Regions from separate parts of the Capra hircus genome. Here region 2 is linked to region 1. Evidence: chromatin contacts called from public Hi-C data. All regions are on one chromosome and are shown on one strand. Each heading gives the region's core, a stretch centred on a gene start, on an enhancer-like site or on the middle of the called end of the contact. The rest is flanking DNA. Distances are from core to core; before and after follow the strand shown. Region 1 overlaps LCP2 (lymphocyte cytosolic protein 2). Region 2 overlaps LOC106503306 (a long non-coding RNA gene).

The links. Hi-C and Micro-C count contacts between places; a contact is called where the count stands out from the background.
Region 2: a contact with region 1 is called in a Hi-C map of blood, with 1.9 times the contacts expected there. The contact joins two enhancer-like sites. A contact is called at or near these places in 2 of 5 Hi-C or Micro-C datasets (both in blood).

What each region holds. Positions count from the first base shown.
Region 1 is chr20:2,234,282-2,240,355 of ARS1.2, forward strand. LCP2 (lymphocyte cytosolic protein 2) reads right to left here. Exons shown (of 21, transcript XM_013972703.2): 4 at 2,714-2,779; 5 at 2,288-2,319; 6 at 1,658-1,695. Among named protein-coding and RNA genes, the nearest start is that of LCP2, 19 kb to the right of the region's middle. Within about 2 kb of position 3,525, at least 2 of the 5 cell types and tissues checked have an H3K27ac peak or open chromatin away from gene starts, as enhancers often do.
Region 2 is chr20:2,284,480-2,289,718 of ARS1.2, forward strand. The region is part of intron 2 of LOC106503306 (a long non-coding RNA gene); the gene reads left to right. Among named protein-coding and RNA genes, the nearest start is that of LCP2, 31 kb to the left of the region's middle. Within about 2 kb of position 3,137, at least 1 of the 5 cell types and tissues checked has an H3K27ac peak or open chromatin away from gene starts, as enhancers often do.

The DNA of each region.
Region 1 (6,074 bases), core at 2,275-4,774:
GACTTGACTGGGTGACTACACACAGCACAGCACCTATATCATATGTGTATATATAATATATATATATTCCTGTGCATATATATATTCCAAAACATATACACATTGGAAGCCAAGCTGAGGTTGGGCTCATCTTCCTGAACACGAAAAAGACTTCGTCCTGCCATCAGTGTCACTGCAACTTGAGACCAGAGGACGATGAGTGGGAGGGACTTAAGAACCACGGCCTCAGCACCTTTCCAGGCCTTGCTGACTGCCCCTTAGACCTGCAGGGCCTCCCTGCCATCTCTCAGCCTGCATACCTAGCCCCACGGCTCCTGACTTTCCACCAGGCCTTTACCTTATCAGCCTTTCTCAACAATAGACTTTTCCTCTTTGCTTCTAGAACAACTAGTTTCTCCAGGGATTCGGCTCATATATTCCCATGTGTGTGTTTTTGTTCCAAATCACATTCTGATCTGTGTGTGTGTTCTCCAAGCTATAAAATGGTCATAGGGTCATTTGTCCTTGCCCCCCGAGTGCCCTGAGCAGTGCTGGGCACTTCACGGAAGCCCGGGTGTCACAGCAGCAGCTGATGGGGACTCCCTGTTTAAAGACCAGGTGGAGGAGGCCAGCCTTAGACTGAGCTCACAGGAGGAACTGCATGGCAAGCTGTGGCTAAGGTACAGTTTCTATGTGAAAATGTAAATATTTGGGAGGAAACTCTGGTCAATTATCCCTTGGGAACAAAATTAATCTGTTACATTCCTTTGTTCTCATGCAAAAAGCACAGACTTAACTAGCAGGGGTTTTTTGGTTTTTTTTTGTTTTTGTTTTTTTTTCAAATTCAATGCTTGCTTTTACCAGAATCCCAGTAGAACAAGGGCGTTTAGTGTCTGCTACCTAAAGGCACTAGAGGCAGCCGCTTACCAGAAGGGCCCCTGGACCAAGGGTGGGCGAGCTGCACCCTCAGCCTGCCTCTAACTGGTCATGGGGCTTTACGTAAGTCACATGCTGCAGTGGGCTCAGCCGCTGCTTCTGTGAAAAGAACAGACTGGGCTACGAGCCATAACAGAGTTCTGAGCCTGAGTCTGGCTTCAAGTGTGGTGATGCAGTTTTCTGGGGAGAGGCTGTACAGAATTCATCAGACTCTCAAAGGGGTCATCACGACCCCTCAAGTGTAAAACCCAATTGGGCCATCCCATCCCTGAGGTGTTTCGAGGGCGGATAGTTCATTCTAAGCTCCCTTTCCCTCTGTGTCACCAGTGGGGACTTAAGCCCACGAGAAAAGCTACTCTAATGCTGCTTTAGTGTAGTCTGTGTGAGGAGGGCTTCAGGGGCGGGCCCTGCTGTGGGGGCTCCTGGTGAACAGCGGCGGGTCGGCACCCTGCAGGCCTCAGCTGAGCCCAGCTCGCCACCAGCGTCTGTCACCAAGTGGCTCACGCCAAGCCTTTCCTGCAGGTGTCCTCCACCACTGCTCCCGTGCCCGAGGGCAAGAGGGCCGGGCGAGGCCAGCGACCCTGAGGACTGCAAAGCCAGAGTCGCGCTCTGACCACCACAGAGCACGCTGGAGCCCCGCGGGGCTCCGCCAGGGCCTCGCTCCCCCGGCATTGTGCCAGTGCCTTACCACAAGGGACCTCCGGGCTCTACCCTGAGCTGGGGGGGCCCGCCCCATACTCACAAAGGACGACCAGCCTCCGTTGTCTTCCTCGTGGCTCTCTGTGGAGGAAGGCGACACCGTTACCAGTGCTGACTGAAGCCACGGAGGGGAAGTCGGCGCTCCCCAGCCTGGTGCCCTCCCCGACCCCCGCCTTCATCCTGTGCACCTGGGGGTCAGCAACTCAGTGTCAGCTCTCCACTTCCTACCTGAGGGGCTCATTCTACCAGACAGAGGCGGTGGTTCTTAACCTTTCACGTGTGTGAAAGTCACTTGAGAGAGCTTCAAAATATGCAGATTCCCTGGGCCTATCCTTAGAGCTTCTGATTCTGCAGGAACTGGCGGGGGGGGGGGGGGGACCCAGGAATCTGCGTTTTAACAAGATGTGGAATTTAGCAGCTGAATAATTGCTTTAAAGACTCAGAAGCAGGAGGACTGGCTGTGCTCGGGTGCTCAGTCAAAACCCAGGTTGTTCCAGGCACCGCCCGCAGAGTCCCTCCCTGTGTCTATGCAGAGGGCCTCCGTTGGAAGGGGATTGTGGCCAGGTGCCTGGCATAGTGATATCTCTCCTCCCCTCCACCTGGACCAGCAGCCAGAAGAACCGAAGTGCCTCCCATCTCCAAAGCAACCGTTCTCAACCCCAGAGACCTTTACCTGTCTCCTCCGGAAACCGCTGGACTTGGGGTCTGCAAAGGCAAGCAACATGGCATTAACAGTCCTACTGACTTGGGGAGATATCCCTCTTAGTCCAGCCCTGCAAGAGGAGCCCCCAGGGGAGGGTATGTCTCACTACCCAGGACTCCTGTCCTTGTTGCTTTGAAACTCGGGCCAGGCTACCTGAAAATTCTGGAAACCACTGAAATCACATTGGTGGTACAACTGGGAGCTCATGACTGCCTGCCTTTCTAGGGGAACCTCCCCTGATGCAGGGGCAGGATGCAGGACAGAGAGGGGGAGCCCCTGGACTGGAGGCTTACTGCAGATCAAAAATGAGGGCAAAACCACTCCCATTTAGACTTGAGTCTGAAAATTTTTTGCATCTCATTAAAGTGACCCTGGGCACTTGGCTGCCCCACTCACTTGCGTGTGAAAATGCTCCTTCTCTCTTCATTCTTGTTGATTTCTTGACTTAACTTACTCAGAATCCTACAAGACAAAGGGACAGGTGAGATGATAAAAGCATTCTCTCCCTCCACCTTCAGCCTTCCTTCCCTGGGTCCTGAAGACCCCCGGTCTGTGTGACCTCAGGCACTTGGGCCAGTCCTAGCCGGCCTCTTCCTTTGGCTCCAGCTGGCCCTCTCCCTCTTCTCCTCACTCTCCACCCCCTTGCTCCTGCCCAGGAAGCTCTCTGCATAGGCTCAGCCTCCTGGCTCTAGCTCAGAGTCCCTCCGTGGGGACTGGCCAGCTCACACCGGCTCCTCCTTCTCTGAAATCCAGCAACCTTCAGATCAGGACATGACCGCAGTGTATTTTATTGTGCTGGTATCCGCAATGCTGAGCTCCCCTGATTTGGTTTGACATCCCTCTAGCGATGTCTAACAAGAATCTTCAATCCACCTCTGAGACCTGGAGGAATCGGCCGCTCGTTGCAGAACTCTTGACAAGAGCTTCAGTGCGCTTTCTGGGCCTGAAATCTCCTTCCGTCCTCCGCTCCCTCCTTGGTGACATGAATTCTTACAAACACTTGGTGAAGTATTCCCCATCTAGGCACAGCCTGCAAAGTGGGAGACTCCCTGACTCACCCATGCCCAGAGGCCTTGGCCAGGATCCTCTCATTCCTTGGATGTTGTAAACTAGCAAATCTCTAAACCCCAGGGCAGGAAGGGCAGAGTGGGACGGCAGCTCTGGCAGGCACGCCCTCTGCAGTAAACTCCAGCCTCCCTTAGCACCACTGAGGAGACCCAGGGTCTATCAGCTGACAGGCTCGTGTTCCCATGAGATCTGGGGCAGCTGGAGGAGGCTCAGAGGTGGTCTCGCCCTGCGTTATTTCACACGTGGGGCCACAGGCGCCCAGAGAGGAAGAGACAGCTGCACAGCGGCCCCTCCCCCAGCGATGCACAGCAGCCTCAGAAGCCAGGCCCCCTCATTTCCAGAGCCGCACACTGTCAGCACACCAAATCAACACCCCTGATGCCAGAAGCCCCTTGGGAATAGCTCTATGGAGCCCGCTGCCCTCTGGGAAGGGCCCAGGGTCTACCTTCCTTCTGCTGCAGTGACTGCAGCGAGATCACAAGTTTGGTCTAAAACAAAATTGCTAAGTTAGCAAAGTAGTCTTGGCCCCCACCACGTCTTGCTTCCCTCATCATCCCCCAGGCCCCCAATCCCCACCCCCCCCCCCACTTCTCCACGTTCCCCGGGAACCTGCTCAGAACCTCTCAGCTCATTCGAGTGAGAGGATGTGCTGTGCTGTGCTTAAGTCGCTCAGTCGTGTCCAACTCTTCGCAACCCCATGGACTGTAGCCCACCAGGCTCCTCTGTCCACGGGGACTCTCCAGGCAAGAATACTGGAGTGGATTGCCATACCCTCCTCCAGGGAATCTTCCCGACCCAGGGATGGAGCCCAGATCTCCCACACGGCAGGCGGATTCTTTACCATCTGAGCCAGCAGGGAAGCCCGAGAGACAGGATGAACAAACTTAATAAACGAGCGGGGCCGTCAGGGGAGAGAGAGAGGAGCCTGTAACCCTTCCTCCGGTGTCACTGCTGGGGTGTCACACGCCACAGGGAGATGCTTTAAAGCGGGGGTGGGGAGCTTCCCAGTGGAAGCTCCAATCACACCGTCAGATTGCTGGTTTCTGGTTCCTCTGTTTCCTTTAAGCGGCTGTTCAAGAGGCTGATGAGCGTCCCTCTGCTCCCTCCTCTGACAGAGCGTAAGTCAGGGCACCGTCACCCCCATCCAGTCATACCTTCACTCAGCAGTGCGCACTCCAGGCTACCTAAGCGCCAGGAGCCCTGCTGGGGTTCAGGGCACCTCGGTGAACAAAACAAAGATCTCTGCTCTCGAGGAGCTTACTTGCTAGTGGAGACAAACAGATGACAAATAGTGAACACGGGAGGAAGTGAAATTCAAGGTGAGAGCTGTGTGGACACGCAGGCAGCAGAGGTGCGGGCTGGGCGAGGGGGGCAGGAGCGGGGTGCGGTTACAATTGAAAAACCACCCAGGGGGCCTCTGGGAGGAGGTGACATCTCTACAGGACCTGAAGTAGGGGGTGCTGGGGAGCAGGTCCCCGCACAGCGAGGGCGGTGAGGGAGGGCATGGGGAGAAGCGGGGTGGCCCTGACGGGCTGGCACAGTGGCTTTGATCCTGAAAAGACCTGCTGCTCTCGGCAACTCCTTGGGGCATCTTCAGCAGCCGGGCGGGAGGCTGCTGGGGCTCTAACTGGCGAAGGAAGGAAATAGCAAACCACAGCCCCACAGAGGAGCAGTGTGAGCTGAGACCAGCAGGGCCGGAGAGGGGCCGGCAGCCCAGCTGTGGCAGACGTGGGGCCCCGGGCCCCCTGCTTTGAGGCCTCAGAGCACCGCCTCCCCGCAGCTGGGGCCGCTGGCTGTGGGGGCGCATGCGCAGGGCGGCGGTGCTGGGGATCAGAGCACGAGGTTCTTGCACCTCTGCCTGCAAACTCTCGTGGCTGTCCCCCACTCACTCCCACGCCCCCAGAGGACCAAGCGACAGTGAGCGGCCGGAGGTGACTCATTCTCCCTCCTTCCCACAAACCCCAGGCCGCACTCAGACCCAGGAGAGACCGACGCCCTCGGGTAGACACCACTCTCTCTACTTGTCTTCAGCCGCAGAAGCGGAGCGGACCTTTCCGCAGGAAGCCAGGCTGTGGCAGCCGAGACCCCTAGCTCGCTGTGTGATGGGGGTGGGCCTCTGACTTCTCAGGTGGAGGCCTCCTCCGATCATGCTGGACGGTACAGAGGTTGGGAGGGGGGTCCTGCTGAGTGTGACTGCAGCCTCCTGTCCCTGGACAGTGCCCACAGCCTGACCTCAGGCCGGGTATTGCCCTTCCTGGTCCTCCCTGCCTCATCAGCGAAACAGGAGGGTTGGCCCTGCTGGAGAATCCCTGACCGCCGGACCATGGCCACAAACACTGATGGCCAGGCCCACTGGAGACTTAACCCATCAGAGCGTCCAGGAGAGGCTGGGAGCCGCTGGACGCAGTCACAACAAGTGCCCCAGAGACATGGGTGGGTCCTATGGGCTGAAAGCTTGTGAAATCACTCCTGTGATCTGGTCTTCTTGGACTTGCTTTCGAAAGAATCGAAACGGAGGAAGCGGAGTGAGGTGGGGGAGCGGAAGCAGGACTCAGGGTCTCTGCATGTTGTGACCCCTGTAGGGCTCTCCCGGGACACGTGGGGCTCCCTTTCCATGGCCCTTGTGTTTTGGCAACAGGGGTGGAGGCTCACAAGGGCGTCTTGAAATCAACTTTGCTGGTCACACAGA
Region 2 (5,239 bases), core at 1,887-4,386, 50 kb after region 1:
GCTCAGTCATGTCTGACTCTCTTTTGCGACCCCTTGGACTGTAGCCTGCCAGGCTCCTCTGTCCTTGGGATTTTCCAGGTAAGAGTCCTGGAGCGGGTTGCCATTTCCTCCTCCAGGGGTCTTCCTGACCCAGGGATGGAACCCTTGTCTCCTGCGCGGCAGGCAGGTTCTCTGCCACTGGGAACCCTAACATTGGGAATCCACCTGGGAAGGCCTAACATTGGCACAAAATGTCAGATTTGTCATCTTTGCAAAATGTGAAGCAGTTGTTTTGTATATATCTTCCAAAATACACCATATTTGTCTTCAACTCCAAGTTCATTTTATGCGAAATGCAAGTCCAATGTATGCATATGTATTGGGAAATGGAGAGTTTCCCTTCAGTGCGTAAACTTTGTGTCCCTCTTGAAGGGGGTAATGAGAAAAGCGGGAACTGGGGGCTGAGCATGGAGACAAGGTCAGCAGAGGCAGAAGTGGATTATGTTCTCTTTCTATTTACTTATTATTTGTTGCCTTGAAGCCCTAGAAAAGGTGGACAAACAGGCCAGAGAGGCTGGTTCAGACAGTGGGGGGCAGGGGCGCTGCCCACACGAGCCGAGCAAGGTGTTACCACTGCTGAACAGAGACATCATCTTGGAGACCTGCAGGGGCTTTGAGAAATGTCTGCCCAGCAGGCGGACAAATGCATTAATCACCCCAGGCTTACTTCCTTTGTGCACCCAAGAGTTTTCCATGCTTTGGGCATCCCAGGGGGATGGAGAGCAGTCAGAAATAGAACACAATCAAAACTTGGAATACGGACTAGATGGAGCATAGAAGCAATGTCCCTTTCCACGTGTGTCACTTGCAACTAAAGAAAACAAATTTGCAAATTAATTTTGAGATGTATAAAATATATGAATGGATGGATGGATAGAAGGTTGGCTAATTGCTGGACAGATACAGGATAAAAACAAACTTAGGTCCTCAAGAAGATGAAGCGTAAGTCTCCAGTCTGTATGTGTTGGCTATGCATAAGGACTTCCTTCTAATAAGAATATGTGGAAATGTGGGGGAAAGGGCAACTTCCCTCTTTGGAGTAAACATCCTAATAATCGCTGCCTCAGCCAGTGATCAAGACCAACTTCAACAGTGGTAAAGCAGGCGGATAGGACAGTTTATCCCTGTGATGTGATGTGATGTGAATGGCACATTACCTCTGCAGTCTTTCTACCAAAAACTTAAAACCTCAGGCTAGTCACGAGAAAATCTTCATATTCACAATGGGCAAGATATGGAAACGATCTAAGTATTCCTCTACAAATGGGTGGGTAAAAAGACAGGGAATATATAGTGGAATACTACTTTAAACACGAGAAAGAAGGAAATCCTGCTATTTTGCAACAATAGGGATGAATCTTGAGGGCATGACGCTAAAAAATAAGTCAAGCAGAGAAAGATACAGGTGGTATGATATCCTTTATATGTGGAATCTAAGAAGGCTGAACTCATAAAAATAGAAAGTAGAATGGTGAAAGACAGGGAAATGGGAGATGTTGGTCAAAGGTCACCAACTCTCAGTTATAAGATGAATACATTCTGGAGATCTAATATAAAGCATGGCAATAATGGTCAGTAATACTGTATTTCCATACTTGAAAACTGCTAACAGAGTAGATTTTAAATATTCTCACCACAAAAAAAATGATAAGTAAGGAGACAGAGGTGCTAACTAACCCTCCGTAACCCTCCGTGGTGATCATTTCACAGCATGTAAATGTATCAAATCGTCACAGTGTACATCTTAAACTGACACAGCTTTTTATTAAACTTTGGTGGCTCAGAGGTGTAAGTGTCTGCTTGTAATGTAGGAGATAGGGTTCGATCCCTGGGTCGGGAAGATCCCATGAAGAAGGAAATGGCAGCTCACTCCAGTATTCTTACCTGGGAAATCCCATGGACGGAGGAGCCTGGTGGCCTACAGTCCACAGGGTTGCAAAGAGTTGAACACGACTGAGCAACTTCACTTTCATAGCTTATTGACAATGTTGTGATAGTTTCAGGTGGACAGCAAAAGGACTCAGACATATACATGTATCCATTCTCCCCTAAACACTCCTCCCATCCAGGCTGCACACGACACTGGGCAGGACTGCCTGTGCTATGCAGCAGGTCTTTGTTGGTTACCCATTTTAATACAGCAGTGTGTAAATGTCCGTCCCAAACTCCCTAACTATCCCTTCCCCCATCCGTCCCCCCAGGAACCATGTTTGTTCTCTAAGTCTGTGAGTCTGTGTTTCTGTTAAACTTACACACTTTAGTATCTCAATAAAACAGGAAAAAATAAATTATAATTAATTTTTTAAAAAGAAAATTATCAGGCAATTCCCAACTGAGGGACAGTCTGCCAAGTACCTTATCATTATTCCTCAAACTGTCAAGGTCATCACATACAAGGAAAGTCTGAGAAACTGTCACAGCCAAGAGGAACTTAAGGAATTGTCGTTGTTCAGTCACTCAGTCACGTCCAACTCTGCGACCCCATGGACTGCAGCACACCAGGCTTCCCTGTCCTTCACCATCTCCTGGAGTTTGCTCAGATTCATGTCCACTGAGTCCATGATGCCATCCAACCATCTCATTCTCTGTCTTCCCCTTCTTCTCCTGCCTTCAGTCTTTCCCAGCATCAGGGTCTTTTCCAATGAGTCAGTTCTTCGCATCAGGTGGCCAAAGTATTGGAGCTTCAGCTTCAGCATCAGTGCTTCTAATGAATATTCAGGGTTGATTTCCTTCAGAATGGACTGGTTGGATCTCCTTGCAGTCCAAGGGACTCTCAGACGTCTTTTCGAACACTGCAGTTCAAAAGCATCAATTCTTCTGTGCTTAGCTTTCTTTATAGTCCAACTCTCACATTCATACATGACCACTGGAAAAAACATAGCCTTGACTAGACGGACCTTGCACAAACTTAAGGAGAGAGGACAACAAAATGTAATGTGGGTCTTCCTTTGTGATCCAGTGGGTAAGAATCCACCTGGCAATGCAGGGGACACATGTCTGATCCCTGATCTGGGAAGATTTCACATGCTGCGGAGCAACTCAGCCCGTGAGCCCCAACTGCTGAAGCCCCCGCGCCCTAGAGCTGTGCCGCACAACACGAGCAGCCGCTGCAGTGAGAGGCGGAGGCGCTGCAGCTGGAGAGCAGCCCCCACTCCCCACAGCTGCAGAAAAGCCGTATGCAGCAACTCACCGAACAAGACCAGACGCGAGTACCTGCAAACCCAACCCAGCACAGCCAAAAATAAACAAGCAAGCACATGATTTCAAAAACGTAGTGTGATATCCTGAATGAAGTCATAGAGCAGAAAAAAAAAGGATGCCAGCCCAAAACTAAGGAAACCTGAAACAGTGCGCGGCTTCAGCTAATAATGCTGTATCAGTATTAGCTCATTTGCTGTGGCAGCTGCGCTCTGCTAATACACGATGCTCATACACAGAGCAGGCAGTGCAAGGGGCCCCTGAATTGTCATCACAAGCTTTCTCCAAATCTAGGACGCTCTAAATTTGAAGTTTGTTTAAATAAACAACTTAGAAAAATGTTCATGGTAGAAGCTAGGTGGTGAATAATATTGGAGTGCAGGGTGAAATTCTTCCAACTTTATTGTGTGTTTGAAACTACTCCTAATTTTACAAGGTAATGTGTGAGCATTTCGTTTAAACTGCACGATAAGAAGATCTTGAACTGCTTCAAGCAGCTAGTAAGCAAAGCGTCGTAAGTTAAAATGGACTGTTTTAGCACTAATAAGATGTGCAAATTACCTCTGAGGTCTCATCCTCACTTGGAGTGCTGTGTTCATTGCTTTAGATGACTCGATGTAAAGTGATTTATAAAGATATTGATAATGTCCCCATCAACTTTGGTTCCTCCAACCCTGGACCTCCTAGCCTTGAGATTTTAAGATTCTTAACTGCAGCCTCTCCTACATGCCCCACAGTTGGAGAGATGCTCTATATTAACATATTTCCGCAGATGACCTAGTATCCTACTTCACAGACAAAAACAGGTATCAGGTATAGCTCCCCACTTCCTGTCCTCCTACCTACAAACTTATTTATAACCTTCCCACCCTCGCCCCTTCCTTCCAGTCTTGAGAGCTGGTTAGGGTTGACTCCTCCCTCTGCCCTCCACCCTCCCCTTCCTAATTCTTCCACAACAGTCACATTTTCCATCCATGATTTTATTGTTTTCCTAAATCTTCCATATCCTCTCCATCGACTCTTCTTCACAGACCTCCCTCCAAGTCTGTGAATTTCATCTTTAAACAGTGAACTGAGTTCTCTAGAGGCAAAATGAATCAAATGCAAAAAAATCTTTCCCCTGCGTCTGTTCCTCTATTTTTCTCATAGTCGGGGCTCTCAGGAGGACGCTGTCCACACTTGCCGTCTGCACACACGTTCATCCCCAGTGCCCGACTCTCACGAAGCCTTCCGCCCAGCTCACTGGTGGTTTCCCCAAGTTCCACCCAAGCAACCTGCAGGTGACCCCCGGGACTTAGTGCCCAGACGGCGTTCTCCAGCCCCTCCTTTGTGGCTAATCCTTCTCAGCATCTCTAGCTGGTTCCTCTTTCTCTGGTCACCCTGATAAATATCAGAGCTCCGTCTTGACCTTCTTATCATGCCTTAACACACTCTTCCTGCATGATCCAACTCCTCTGAAGGTCTCCATCTCTCAGATGACACCCATCTGCACTTTCCCACATGATACGGGGGCTGACGTGCAGCTTCTTCTGAGGACCTACCATATGCCAGCACTGCTTAAGCACTTTCCATACCTTGTCTCATCGGATCTTTTCAACAAGCGTAGGAGGGTGGTGCTGTGCTCATCATTCCACTTTATGGAACACAGAGAGATCCAACAGCTTGCCCAAGTTCACACAGCCTTGAACCCCACCTATGCCGCAACCACCGCACTGCTCTCCTTCAGAACACCTCCTCCTAGAGAGCCTTCATTTGCCCCAAAGTCAACATGTCCCAAATGGAAATCATACTCTTTCCCCACCTTGCACTTTTAGAGGAAGCTCCAGACTTGCTTTTACAATTGGGCAGAGAGGAACTCTTTAAAAAAAAAAAAAAAGGAAAGCAAATGAAAATAGTGATTACAAACTGAGGTTCAGAGCCTTGGAAACTCTGCCTGGGTTTTCCTCGACGCGTTCCTGGTGCTGCAGCAGGGTGACTCAGACACACATGTCTCATCGGCTCT